Linked DNA regions of Mus musculus: region 2 is linked to region 1. A link is a contact called in public Hi-C data. All regions are on one chromosome and are shown on one strand. The core of a region is the stretch at or near the end of the contact, and the rest is flanking DNA. Distances in the headings are between cores, read along the strand shown.

Evidence for each region. A called contact is a pair of places that touch in the nucleus more often than the background predicts.
Region 2: a Hi-C map of cerebral cortex shows a contact between it and region 1, with 3 times the contacts expected there. The contact joins the promoter of Cacna1e here to the enhancer-like site in region 1. A contact is called at or near these places in 1 of 39 promoter capture datasets (hippocampal neurons), 8 of 484 Hi-C or Micro-C datasets (cerebellum, cerebral cortex, cortical neurons and 4 more), 3 of 115 datasets of contacts at active chromatin or transcription factors (forebrain and neural progenitor cells) and 2 of 9 other capture datasets (embryonic stem cells and liver).

The regions. Positions count from the first base shown.
Region 1 is chr1:154,631,781-154,638,311 of GRCm38.p6, forward strand. It overlaps Cacna1e (calcium channel, voltage-dependent, R type, alpha 1E subunit), which reads right to left. Exons shown (of 47, transcript NM_009782.3): 4 at 3,977-4,080; 5 at 3,060-3,212; 6 at 1,774-1,955. Among named protein-coding and RNA genes, the nearest start is that of Cacna1e, 91 kb to the right of the region's middle. Within about 2 kb of position 4,186, at least 5 of the 459 cell types and tissues checked have an H3K27ac peak or open chromatin away from gene starts, as enhancers often do. A contact at or near this core is called in cerebral cortex, where this site is marked.
Region 2 is chr1:154,722,671-154,729,201 of GRCm38.p6, forward strand. Cacna1e (calcium channel, voltage-dependent, R type, alpha 1E subunit) reads right to left here and starts at 3,250. Exons shown (of 47, transcript NM_009782.3): 1 at 2,981-3,250. The coding sequence starts at 3,249.

The DNA of each region.
Region 1 (6,531 bases), core at 2,936-5,435:
TGAATCACAGTATCCAGGGCTTGCTGAGCATCACCTGGTGTGGGAAACCTCTATCCTACCCTATCCTAACCCAGGAATGTTAGCACAACAGCCTGTAAATCTTGCCTACTAAATTTCTCAGTTCCACCTTACTCATCCTGTATGGGAATAGATCCAGACTAGTTTAGTCATTCCCTGGCATCTGTAGAACATAGGTGTCCAGACCTTCCATAGATTCCAAAATCTGAGGTTTCTCCACTCCCATACATAGTACAGTATTTGCATATAACTGTATCCAACTTCCCATTGCTTTAAATCACCTATCTGATACTTAAAATGCCCAATAAAGTGCAAATGCTATAGAAGTAGTTGTCCTGTAAAGTCAGGGTATAGTGACAAACATAAAATTGACTATAGAAGTTTGGTATAGGTACTGCCAAACTAGGCCTAATCACTTACCAGCAATATCCTAACAAGCCATAAAATATTTTGCAACCACAACTGGTAGCAGCCATATATTGGGACCTAAGGGGGCTGACTGCAATACTCAGTCAGTTGCTAAGTACCTACACATTTAGGCTTCATATAATCCTTGTTCTCTGGGCATCGGGTTTGGTTGAATCTCTTCCTAAGACATGGATTTTCCTCTCAAAGGCTGCTTTCTATGTAAGTCACACTGCACTTACTTAATTAGCTTTGTACATATGTGATGAGAGAGAGAGAGAAGAACAGAAGAAAAAGGTAAGCATCTTGAGTTAAAGCCAGGTAAAGGGAGTATATATAAGTCGCATCATGCCTCCAAATGACTGAAGGCAAAGGCACAGAGGATATAAACCTTCCCAAGCATCTTCCCCAGTTGCTCTGCTCACTCTGCCCCCCTCACATCCCATGCACATCCCAGTGCTCATGATTGAACTTGGACTCTACACCATGCCTTGGGAGACTTATGACAACCAGCCTCTGGAAGGCAGAAGAGGCACAGTCACTTTGTCTAACTTCTGTTTCCGTGCTGGAATCTCTAGCATCTCTGTCAGGTGGCTGGTCAGCTTTGTCTCATATACCAACTCAGACAAACCTGACCACATGAATCACCAAGGGTTCCCTGAAAGTGCAGCTCACCAATTATGCACAGCTACCCAAAGTCAGAATCTCCCGGGCAGGAACCTAGGAACTTGGATTTCCAGAGAAGCATTTTAATGAGTCTCACAATTAACCATGCTTTCTCTGGGCATGTAATGCAGTAGTTCTTGACAGTGGCTGCATATTAAAATCAGCTAGGAAGCTTTAAAAAATGTCAATGACAGGCCTTTACCTCTAGACATTCCTACTTAATTGGCCTGGAGTGAAGCCCAGGCAGTATAATTTTTAAAGCTCCCAGCTGACTCTAATGGGCCACTGGGGTTGAAAACCACTATAACAGCTTTCCAATCTGACGGTGAGTCCTTTGGGGACAGTAACTGAGACCTTTACACTTATTGGAACACCTCACTGTGCCCCATTACCTTGTAAATCCAAAACTTTCCACAACAAGGCGATCTGATTTAACTTGTTCATTCACCCATTGACAGAATAAGGGAATACAATCTACCAATTGCAATAAGACAGTTACGTATTTCCACTCAGTAAAAATCCAAAGGGGTTGGGGTGTGGGAGAGTGACCTGTTAGGCTCTTCTAAGTTCTAAAGTTGAGTCCGGACAATCCCAACATTTCCCCAGTCTTTCCTGTTCCAGAGGGACCAAAACGACACCAGAATCCCACGCCATCCTCCACACCACATCCATCAGCTCACTCACATTGTACAGCACAGTGGTCCACCCTTCCATAGTGATGCATTGGAAGACAGTCAGCACGGCAAAAAGGATGTTGTCAAACTGGGTGATCCCGTCATTGGGGCCGATCCAGTCCTTACATTCATAACCAGCCGGGCAGCCTTGCACACCACACGGGTGAGGAGGATCAAACCCCTCTAGAATACCTGCAGATGTATTTGGAGAGTGGGAGACAAACCATGCGGTGCTTAGTATGACATGGAAATGATCCTAGGGAGCCATAAGTAAGCATTTCTCCTACTGTAGACAGATGTTTGCCCATCTTGCCTCAGACCCTCTCCCGCCTTGGGCTCTCTACACCCCTCAGTTCATATCCATGTGCAACTCAAAATGCTCCTAAAGAACTCTCTATCTTCTTCAGGCATGAAGCTCTACTTTGGTCTGCACTGCTACAGAAATTTACAGGGCTGGCTCACACACAAGACACTGAGGTAATGGTAAATCTCATTCATTTTCCAAACCCTGGGAACTGGGATGAACCTTGGTTCTCCCTGGGCTCCTTGGGGACAGTTGTAAGCAACCGGCTGCTATATTTTCTTAACTCTTTGAAGTTTTAGGCACACATTCTTTTTTTTACTTTATTTTAAACTAAAGGTAAAATAAAAATCATTTGGAGATTCTTTTCATAAAAACATGGTATTTATTTAGGACTCTTTAACTTATTCTTTATTTCTCTTAACCTCCTCTCTGACTTTCATCCTATTGTACACTACTTAGCTTGGAATGAACAAAAAAATACAAATATTTGGAAATTGGGGTTTTGTGTATCCCACAATTTTCAAGGCATAACTGATAAGCCAAACTAACAGCTCCTTCAGTCCTCTCAGGAATGTGAGATGGAGCACAAAAGGGTGCTCTCTTTGTAGCTCAACCAGGACACCCATCTGATTCTCTTCTCCAGGGTCCCACTGGTCTTTGAATCAAAGATATATTCTGTAGACTATTTATTCATAACGGCTTTTGGCATGCATTCTAAAAGCCCTCTATCATGGACAGAGGATCTGAGACCACCTATTTGAGCCCCTCCAACTATATACAAAGCAACATGTTTTGTAATGTAACTTTCAAGTAGATATATCTTTAAGCTGGTTGTACCTCCAAAAGCTACAGACTAGGAAGTTTCTGACTGTAATCCTAGGGCTGAAGATAGAGTATACTTTTTCAGCAAAGCTCCAAATGTCGTGAATTTATGCTTATGACTAAAGGGAAGAAGCACTGGGAGAAGAGAAGACAGAAAATCATGACCTTACCTGAATTGTTCATGAAGCATGCTCGATGCAACTTGCCACTGTAGAACTCCAAGCCAATGATAGCAAACATGAGGATGGCAAAGAAGAGCAGAAGGCCAATCTGCAGAAGAGGCACCATGGCCTTCATGATAGACTTCAGCACGATCTGCAGGCCTAGGGAGAGAGGAGAGAGTGAAGCACAGACCTTGTTCACTGCCCCCTGACAAGATGGGCTCAGTTACCCTCTCCTAGTCTTCCATCAAAAACCAAACCATTAATTCTGAGATAAGTAACCAAGACAAGTCAAACTGAAGACTGCCATCATCTATGTCCCTTCTCCTATGTTTCCTTCTCACCCTCTGTTTCCTCTGTGATGACATATAGATTCCTTTGACAGATTCAATTCATTAGGCTGTGTTTCATACTCAGTCTAAAGTCCCTGCTGCTGTACAATCCTATAAAACAGGGGCAAAGTTGACCTTTCCTATTACTCCCTCTCAGATCCCGCCCTCCACCCACTGGGAGAGAAGCACAGTACTGATTAACAAACCGTAACCTCTGACAATACATAGAATTTTTCACCTTAGGAGACTGAAACACTTATTGCAGCAGATAACACTGCACATATGTAATAATTAAAATTATATTTGGATGCATAGGGGAAATGAATGAAAAAAATGCATCCAATTAGCATTTATTTCAGTGTAATACAATAGGAATAAACTTTTCTTTTATTTTCCTTTCCTGTTTTTTGTTATCTTCCATTATTATTTAAATATGAGAAAATGTTAAATTTAAAAGCACAGTGCTATGTTTAATTGTTGCAAGTTCAGGGTTTCCCTCCAGGAAGAACTCTTTCTCTTCCACCTGACATTGCTTTATAACCTGGATCCAATTGAGGATACTAGCCAATCAGAAAGAAGAAAGTAGGTGCTCACTAGGTATTCCTGATACCAGCTTTAAAGGCCTCAGGACACGCACAGCCCGGAGGGTCCGCAGGTCCACGTGGGTGTTGAAGTGGGTTCCCGCAGTGGCCAGGATGCTGTGGAGAGAGACACAAAAGACTCAAGGTTATCACAGCCTGTCTGTCCCCTCCTGTTTCATGGGGAGTTTGGACTATAGCAGCCTCTGCCTGGAAAGTACACAAAGCTAGTGCCAGCTGTATGTGGGCGCACCTGAGCCCAAGTGAATCACCAGTGGCGTTAAGTGGAATTAAATATAGCCATCTGGGTTTTACTTTGCAAAGGAAAAGTTACCATCATACTCGAGTCCTAGTCCCAGATCATGAGCAGAGCACATGGACACCAACGAAAGACCCACACCTGAACCAAATCTGGTCCCTCACTCTCTTCTCAACCCCTTCCTTTCCTGCTACCAGACCCTTATGCTTTCTATTTCCAAGTCACATATTCCTGTCTCCTGTTCTCTTTAGGGAATTTTTCTGGATTAACTTCAGTGAAGAAGTAACTTACTCTCCTCTTCCTTGACGCTCAGAATTCTTACCAAATTAATAAATTATACTGACATTCATGACTGGGAGCTATGTCCGTGGTCATTATACATTATTAACATGTTTTCTAACTGCCTCCAAACCAGACTTTGACCTGGACTGGCTTTCTGTGCTTTCATTTTTCCACCTTCTATAGTCACACCCACAAACACACACGTACTCACATCTACACATCGACAAGACTACTATTAGACTGTGTATAGCACATGTTAAGGAGACAATGCATTGCATAGAACCTATGGACAAAGTAGATATGGTGGGGGCAAAGGCACATATGGATTTGTGAGTGGTGAGGCAGAAAACGAAGTGTTAGACAAGCAAAGTTTAAGTCCTGTTCCAAAGAACTATCCACTTGATACAAATCTCTCAAACTCTAGGTGTTTGGTTTTTGTTTTTTGGTTGGTTGGGTTGTGCCTTTCATCTATAAACTAGGGAAGTACAATGGCCTAGTTTTAGATATAAAATTACACTGTGTTAAAGATAAAGAATGCCCTGGGCCAGTCATGGGGATGCATGCCTCTAACGACTACACTTATAAGGCTGAGCCAAGAGAACTGCAAGTTCAAGGCCAGCATAGGGTGCTCAGTGAGATACTATCGCAATAATAATAATAATAATAATAGTAATAATAATAATAAGGTACTGGCACATATAAAGTGCATAATTGACATTGTTTCTGACACAAAGATCAATAACACTGATTTAAATTTTGCTAGCTTATTCTTTGTTTTGTGAGATAATACCTTTTATCCCTTACAGCCTCTCCAAGATTAGCCCCTCTGTTTAGAAGCACTGGGAAATGAGTCATCCGGAAAACTTCATAGTAGAAAGAATGGCCAATTTAACTATTCTTTGGGCAACCTCTCTGAAAGATTTCAAATGTAGGCAAAGAGAACCGTAAGAAAGGTCCCATGGCTCTAGGATACAGATGCAAGATCCACAGGTACCGAGGATACCAATCCAAGATGACATAATCACAGAGATGACTGTGAACACACAACTTTGGCCCCTGACAAGCTGCCTCACTGTAGAAGAACACTTTCAACGTTAGCACTATTCAAGCATTTCGTGCTGCACAGCTCATGTTAGGACAAAGAGAGGATGCTCACTCTGGATTATGTTATTGGAATGGGTAGTGGAGATTGCTTTCAGCTTTAGGATTTTATACTTTGGACCGGGGGAGATGGCTCAGTATATAAAATACTTGCACTGCCAATCCCCAGAACTCACGTTAAAAAGCCAGGCATGGTAAAGCACACCTGTGAGACCAGCAACTATGAGATGGGAGGCAGAAAGGAGGTAGATGCCTAAAAGTGCAAGGCCTGTCTCAAATAGAGAGCAGAACATTGCCCTAGGGCCAGTACATGGAAGTTGTCTTCTGATTTCCACACCCAAGCACGGGGAAAGCATATGCTTACACACACACACACACACACATACGCACCACATACATAAATTGAAAAGTTTCATGTAATTCTGTGCTCATACAATCTCAAATAATAAGCAAACCTCTCCTACTCTCATAAAGCACTTGTCCTAGGCGAGCTTTCCAAGTGTCCTGCATCTTTCCTGATCCCAACCCCCACCACATTTTAGCTTACAAAGTTAAAGGAGGCCATCAGGAAGGGGATGGCGTAACTTCTAAAGAGGAAAAAGAACAAAGACAAATGTAGAAAATAGAACTGAAAAACTATGACAGAAATAGACAAAAGAGAAAAGAAAGAAGTGAAAGAGAAAGACACTTGACAGATATGCGAGGGATAGAGACTGAGGGAAAGCAGGTGCATTGTTCGGCATCCCTCTTGAACAAAGGCTGGACTCAAGTCTGAGCCTCCTGTGCTGCCCAGGTGCCAGACTCTCCTTCCTGGTGTCTCACAAACATAGTGTATGGAATCTGCTCTGCTCAGAAACTAGAGTTCTGTTTCCTAGGAGACCCAGGTACTCAGATGTTCTTTCACATCACACAAAGAGCTGCTGGAAGTG
Region 2 (6,531 bases), core at 2,000-4,499, 90 kb after region 1:
TTGACACATTAATCACCTGTGTGTGATTTAGCAACTGTGAAGTGGAACCCAGGAGTCTGGATTTTGAATAAGCTCTCAAGTGATACAGACGAGGTTCCTCACTCTCAATGAGATGCAAGAATCTAAATGACTTCACCTTGAATGTCAGGTCCCACCTTGCAGGTGTGCAGAAATCCCCCGAAGGATTCCATTAATAATAATGGATGCTTAGTGGGTAATTAGGTAATGTTCCAAACACTTGGCACATTAACCCATTGAATTCTCCCAGTAACTCTTTGTTATCATCCTGATTTTACAGGTAAGAAAATTGAATCCTAGAGTAATGAAGTAACTTTTCAAGGTCACTGGGGCTTCTGGAGGAGCTGAGCTTTGAACCCAAGGAGCCTAATTAGAGAGCTTTAAAGGTAACTCCTGCTCACACTGATTCTCAATGAGATGAAGCAGGTATTTGGGGAAACTGGATGCTGGGAACTGAAGGGAAGGTGACACTAGCTAGCTCCTATGCGCCTTGGAAGAAAATGCAGAGCCCACAGAGGCACAATGCTTCCACGTGGTCACTACCGGAGGGAATACATTAGTCAGTTACACTGTACAACCAGAAGGGGAAAAAAAATCCAACCAGCTTCCCCTCAACATCTTAGCAGATGTTCTCTGAACAGGTTACAACAGCCTACAGGCTGTAGGAACACTGTACAATGTCTAAGTATGCGGAGAGCAAAGATGTCTGGGACAGGACACTGAGGATGAGAATAGAATCCATTCCCTCCGGAATCTCTCCTTTGGCGATCCTTACTTCATTTTGGCTAAAGGGAAGAATGCATAAAATCGAGCAGCACCTTGCTCTCAAAGCTCCTGGTGGAAAACCCGTGTCTTTGCGGCAGAAATGAAAAGAGGAAAAGGCTTTGGTGTTGGAAACGTGCTTCGTGTCCCAGTCCGGGAGCTTGAGCTTAACCGGAAGTACCCTGTGTGCTGCACCCGGTGACTTGGGAGCTCAGGACCAGCCAGGGAGTTTTGATGGCGCTGTCCGAGGTGCCAAGGAGGGCTGTGACCACACTTTGCCTTCTGTGGGACTGAAAAGCTGCTTTGTCTACTGCAAGCAAACGGAGAAGGGGGCTGTCTGGAGGCGGGGTGTCCTAAGCAGGTCACAGCAAAGGGGAACCTGGTGGGTGGGGAATCTAAAAGAACTGTAGAAGGTGGTCGAGGGAAGGGACCTTCCCTGAGAGACCAGTAGAGTACTGCTCCAAGGAGTTATTTGCAGCCGCCCGCCGCAGCATGCAACACAATGCAATCAGTCCGCCTTGTGCAGCTCACTGACTGGGCATGACTGCAGGGACCGGACCCCTCCCCCGCCCCAAGCCCCTATCTAAATAGTTCAACCCAAGCACTCTATGGCCCGGATCATTCTGTGGAGGTGGGAGGGGGAGGTGAGAACTGGAGAACAAGGAGGAGAAAGGGAGAAACCCAGCCAGGGGGTGTCTGTGGGAGGATGTGAACAGCAGCAGGAAGCATCACTGCTTAGAGATGCTGCTTCGTTTCTAATGAGGTGCTGCTGCCTAGAAGCACCATGCACCAGCCAATCCCAAAGCAGCTGAGGCAGGGAACTGGAGGGGTGGGGGAGAGAAGGCCAAAAACTAGAGGTTGGGGGCTGCAGGGGATGTTCAGGCCCTGGGGGGAAGCAAGATGCCTTGCAAACTAATACTTGAACCCCATCCCCCCCCCACCCCAGCCTCAGCTTTCTCACTGCTGCACACCTGAGAGGAGGGTTGGGGGAGGGAGCATGGGGCAAAGAGGAGGAGTCTCTTTTGCAGGTGTATTCTTCCCAAGAACCATGTCTCCAGAGGCACCAAAGTCCCTGTCCCCAAGAGGACCCCCCACATCTAGCCTCAAAACATTGGCTTGCCTCCTGTAATCCCCTGAAACACCCTACCAACCTCAACTCCTAATGGCCTTGACAGGCATGCAAATTCTTAGTGCAGAGCAGGCAGGAAGCTGCCTGATCAGCAGCCTGCATTCAGTGCGCTTGGTAAAACCTGCAAAGATGTTTCTTCCATCCTAGCCTTTTACTCCCAAACCATCACCTCCATAGATGACCTACCCACTCCTTGTAAAGAGCAACACCCTTGGCTTTAGAGAGAAATTGTTTGCACACCTCTGACCCTCAGCTGATGGGTTCAGGCCCAGTAGATCTATGGTTCAGTATACTGGGAGAGCAGCCAGGTATGGCAAACATTAAGAAGCAAGAGTAACAACCCAGGACCAAGAAAGGAAGAACACACCTCCTTGCCTGAAGAAAGAACTCCAACTTTGAGCTCTTTGGGCTGGTGGTGACATGATCATCTCCCCTGACAGGCATTCACTTTCAGTAGAACTTAAAGTTGGTCTCCAGAGTTAGCTGAGTCCCTAGCCCAACGCCTTTTTCATAAGTACTCATTTGTCTTCTTGTATACATGGGTCTACTCTTTGGAGCTTCTCATCTGGCAAATCCCTCCCAGAACCTCAACTTCTCTGCTGGCAGACAGTGCAAGTGTCTTCCCAGCTGGTAGGAATGGGAGCAGAGGGACTGGCTTAAGTGGTGGAAAAGAGAGAACTGATTATGAAAGAATCCTTGAGATTTGAGGTAAGCCAAACCACATGGAGTGCAGCTTCTGAAAGGGTTAGGACTTTGGGGGTGGCCAAGAAACAGACAAAGCCCAGAAAGAGGCAGATGTCTCCACACCAGGCACCTAAGTACACTTAGAGATTTCCACATGGAAAATAATCCCCAAAACCAAAAGTCTTACCTTGAAAACCACTACTGCCCAAATAGGTCTCCGGGGCATCAGGCTTGCCCCGTGAATGCAACAAGGTAGGGTGCACTTGAGCAAAGGGGCAAATTTTGGCACCAGGAAGGGGTGGGGAATAGATTCCATGCTAGGTGCCCCCCCTCACCCGATGGAATGCAAAGGGGGAGAGGGAAGTCATGGTGGGTAAGAAAGGATATGGCCAATCGATGAGCTTCTTGGCGTATTTCCTGACAATGTTATCTTCTCCGAAGATGAACAGGGATCTGTTGACCGTGAAACAGTTCTGCCGGACTGGTATGGGGTTGTACAAAGCCATAGTCCGCGCCCTCTGCGCTTTTGACTGCTTGTAGGCGGCCGCCGGCCCCGAGGCCGGGACGGGGGTTCCTTGTCGGTTCCTGCTCTGGTCCGAGTCTCCATCGCCTGAGCCTGGCCTGCCAACGACCACCGCCTCCCCGAAGCGAGCCATCCTGAAGTTTAAACAGACAGAAGACACACAAAGGTGATCGCCGAACACCCGCACACAACAAGAGGCAGAAAAGACACAGGCAGGCTCAGAGCCTTATCCACACAGGCGCAGGGACCACCGCCTCTGGGGACCCCTGCAGGCTCTTCAGCCCTGCTCTGAACTGTTGAATCTAAAGGCAACCTCTGCGAAGCTCCATTCCTCAAGAAAAAAAAAGAAGAAGAAGAAGAAGAAGGGGGTAGGGCTTCTAGAGGGAATATTTTCCCCCAAAATGCCAGCGTGGGGTGGTGTTCAGGGACCGGAGAGGGGTGGAGAAGGTCGGTCCTCAAACATAGCTCCTCTTCTGGCACACGTACCACCTGGCTGAGAGAAAGGCAGGCACTGGTCCGCTAGGTAACAGTTTGCTGATTTATTGGTCGGGGTGAGGGGTAGAGAGGAAGAAGGAAATGAAAACAAAAGAACTTTGAAAAAAATGAAAAGAAAAAAAGACAAGGGCCAGCTACGGTGACATGCTTTAGAACGCCAGCCCCTGCAAGTCCATCTAAGAAATTCCACAGCCAAGACTTGGCTCTTTAAATCTGCCAGCGGAGATGCATCCAAAGGTTGGAGAGAGGGAGATGGAGGTGGGGGGGAGAGCGGTACTAAGGTTCCTGCGTAAACCGCATCGCCCGAAAAATGAAGATGAGAAGTCGAACCAGCCGGAGAGGGGCAAATGACTTCACAGCTCCTGCTTTTGGGGTAGAAGTTGAGCAGCAACCAGAGAGCAGCGAAGCCCAAGTGCCAGCATCCGCCCAGAGCGCTCGCCGCTGCCGCCGCCGCCGCCGCCTCCCAGGATCAGCATGCAACAGCGATCCGCGGCTGCGCCGGGAAGAGGGTGGGAGAGCGAGCGAGCGAGCGGGCGGGCGGTCGCAGTGAGGAACAGGTTGCAGTCAGCCTAGCTAGTGATGGCAGGGCATAGGACTTAATCCACATACCGAACTTCCTCACCAAAGACCAGCTCTTTCTCCTCCCGGCCTTCCTGGCTACAGAGAGCAGAGACGATGCTTAAGGGCAGGTTGAGGAGCACAGCGCAGCAGCGCAGCAAGGTGGCCAAGGATCCGAGAGAGACGCGGGGGCGGGGCTCTCAGAGTCCAGCGTGGTGAGGCTGGTTTGGCTTGTGAATTCGTTTGACTGAAGGCTACCTAGGCAAGGGTCCAAGGAAGAGTCGCGGTTCCCTCAGGAGATGGAAAAGAGAGGCCCACTGAAGCTGGTGATGCCTGCAGACTCTCTGCAACAGATCAAAGACCTGTCCAGGAACACTCTCTTTGGTCCTAGGAAGGGTACTCAGGGCTGTGCCTCTTTCCATACTCTGCATAGGGTTCTGCTCGCCACTGCTCTAGTGGAGAGTAGGGACTTGTGCACCCCACCCTAGGATCTTGTAGCCTCTGCTTTGGATCTCCTAGGTTCCACTACCATCAACAGGGATCCCCAGGGCAAAGAGAGTGCCCTCTTCCTAAACCAACACTTAACAGACCTCATAGAGAAGTACCTCTGCTTCTCTGGGACCTTCTGTCCTATGGACCCTAAGGGACCTTACAAAGCAGCCTTCTAGATTGGGTTCCACTTTCCTCCTGGCAGGTGGCCCAGATATTCCAATCCCCAGACAGAGAGCCTAAGCAAAGTGCCCTCAAAATCCTAACAAAGGGGGTTTCCCACCCACCACCACCTTTTACTTTCAACCAAGGTCCATTGATCTTCTCAAACCTATGTCATTTTAAAAAAAAAAGTGTCTGAGCTGCAGAGGGAGGACATGTAGTCCAGAGAAAGAAGCTCTGTGTTTAACAATCTAGTCCTTGCCTACAGGAGACTCCGTGGACAGTCTATCCCTGTCCCCTCCCATCATCTGCACTGTCTGGAACATACTTTCCTTGACTTATGTTCACCCTTGGCTTCAACACATAGTTGTATCCATAACCTTTCTACGGAAGCGAAGGAAGCGCTGAGGGCAAGGGCTGGCTGAAGACGTAAGCAAAGGCAAACCAAAGCCCCAGTGTTGGAAGTCACCATGAGGGCAGCGCCACCTCGGCAGGCCTGAAAGGCAGTGTGTGAAATTAACTGATTAAGAGATAAAGTGGTGTCTGGGTGTTGGGCACGTGTATTCCTACTTGTATGTGTCTGTGAGTGTCTATGTGTGTGCACTGATACATGTCTGTTGTATGAGAATGTTGAGTGTGTAGGTGTGTGTGACAGAAAAGGGTCTGTGTACAAGAAATGCAAAGAAATGGCCTCAACACAGGGATGCCTTGCAATCACCCCTGCCCTCAGGAAGCGAGTGTTGACCCTGGGATTCATCGGAGATCATTTCAGATCAAATCTCGGCTGGAAGTGTGCCAGTGCCACCTGTTATTGTGATCTCACTTTGCCGAGGAGCTTATTAGGAGACAGAGTAAAGGAAGGTGGCTGTGAAGTCTCACTAGATGGTCACCTAGACAGAGTGGCTATCTCAGAGCTCTGTAAACTTCACGGGACTAAAAAAAATCTGATCTTCCATAGCAGAGGAGCCATACAAACCATTCATTTAGCAAATATATTTGCGTACATTCCCCACAACAGACACTATTTTAGACATTGGGGATTAAATAATGAGCCATATGGATGATGACATAAATGATGTGTCTTTCATAACTTCCACGAGATTGTATAGCCTAGCAAGCTCTGCTCTAAAGCTCACTTCAAGGATGAGACATAACACCTTCCTCATCATGCCTCTGTGTCTGTTTGCTAAACAGGGCACACTAGCCTTTTACCTTCCACAAGTACTTCCGAGAAAGACTAAGGACTCCTGCCTTGTCTCTTTACCCAGTAAGCCAAAATCTAGTACTGATTCGGGTTCCTCTTTCTTCCATACTCTGTGAGTCCTGTGACTGCTGAATTCTTTAGAAGCCTAGAATATGCAAGACAATACACTGGCCACACTGGGACCTCATGGGGCTGAGCCTAGCCTTCCTGCATTCCCACGGAGCAGGCTTTACCAACATCTAGGCAGAGTTTACTCGGGAGCAGGAATGGCTCTGTGGTAGAGTTCATTAGGATTCTTGGAGAAGCAGTCCCAGAGGGCCAGGGAAAATATTATGGCATCAGTAGGTTTAGAAGGGGGCTTGGTTTAAGGGCAGCAAAGCTGAGGCGTGTTCTTCTCTTTTCCCCTTCAACCTGAATGTCACAGCTTTGAGAGCTTTAAGACCTCTGGGTCTCTATACTGGCTTCCTTCTCTTCACTTTGCAACTTGTCAGGTGGATACCGTTTTAA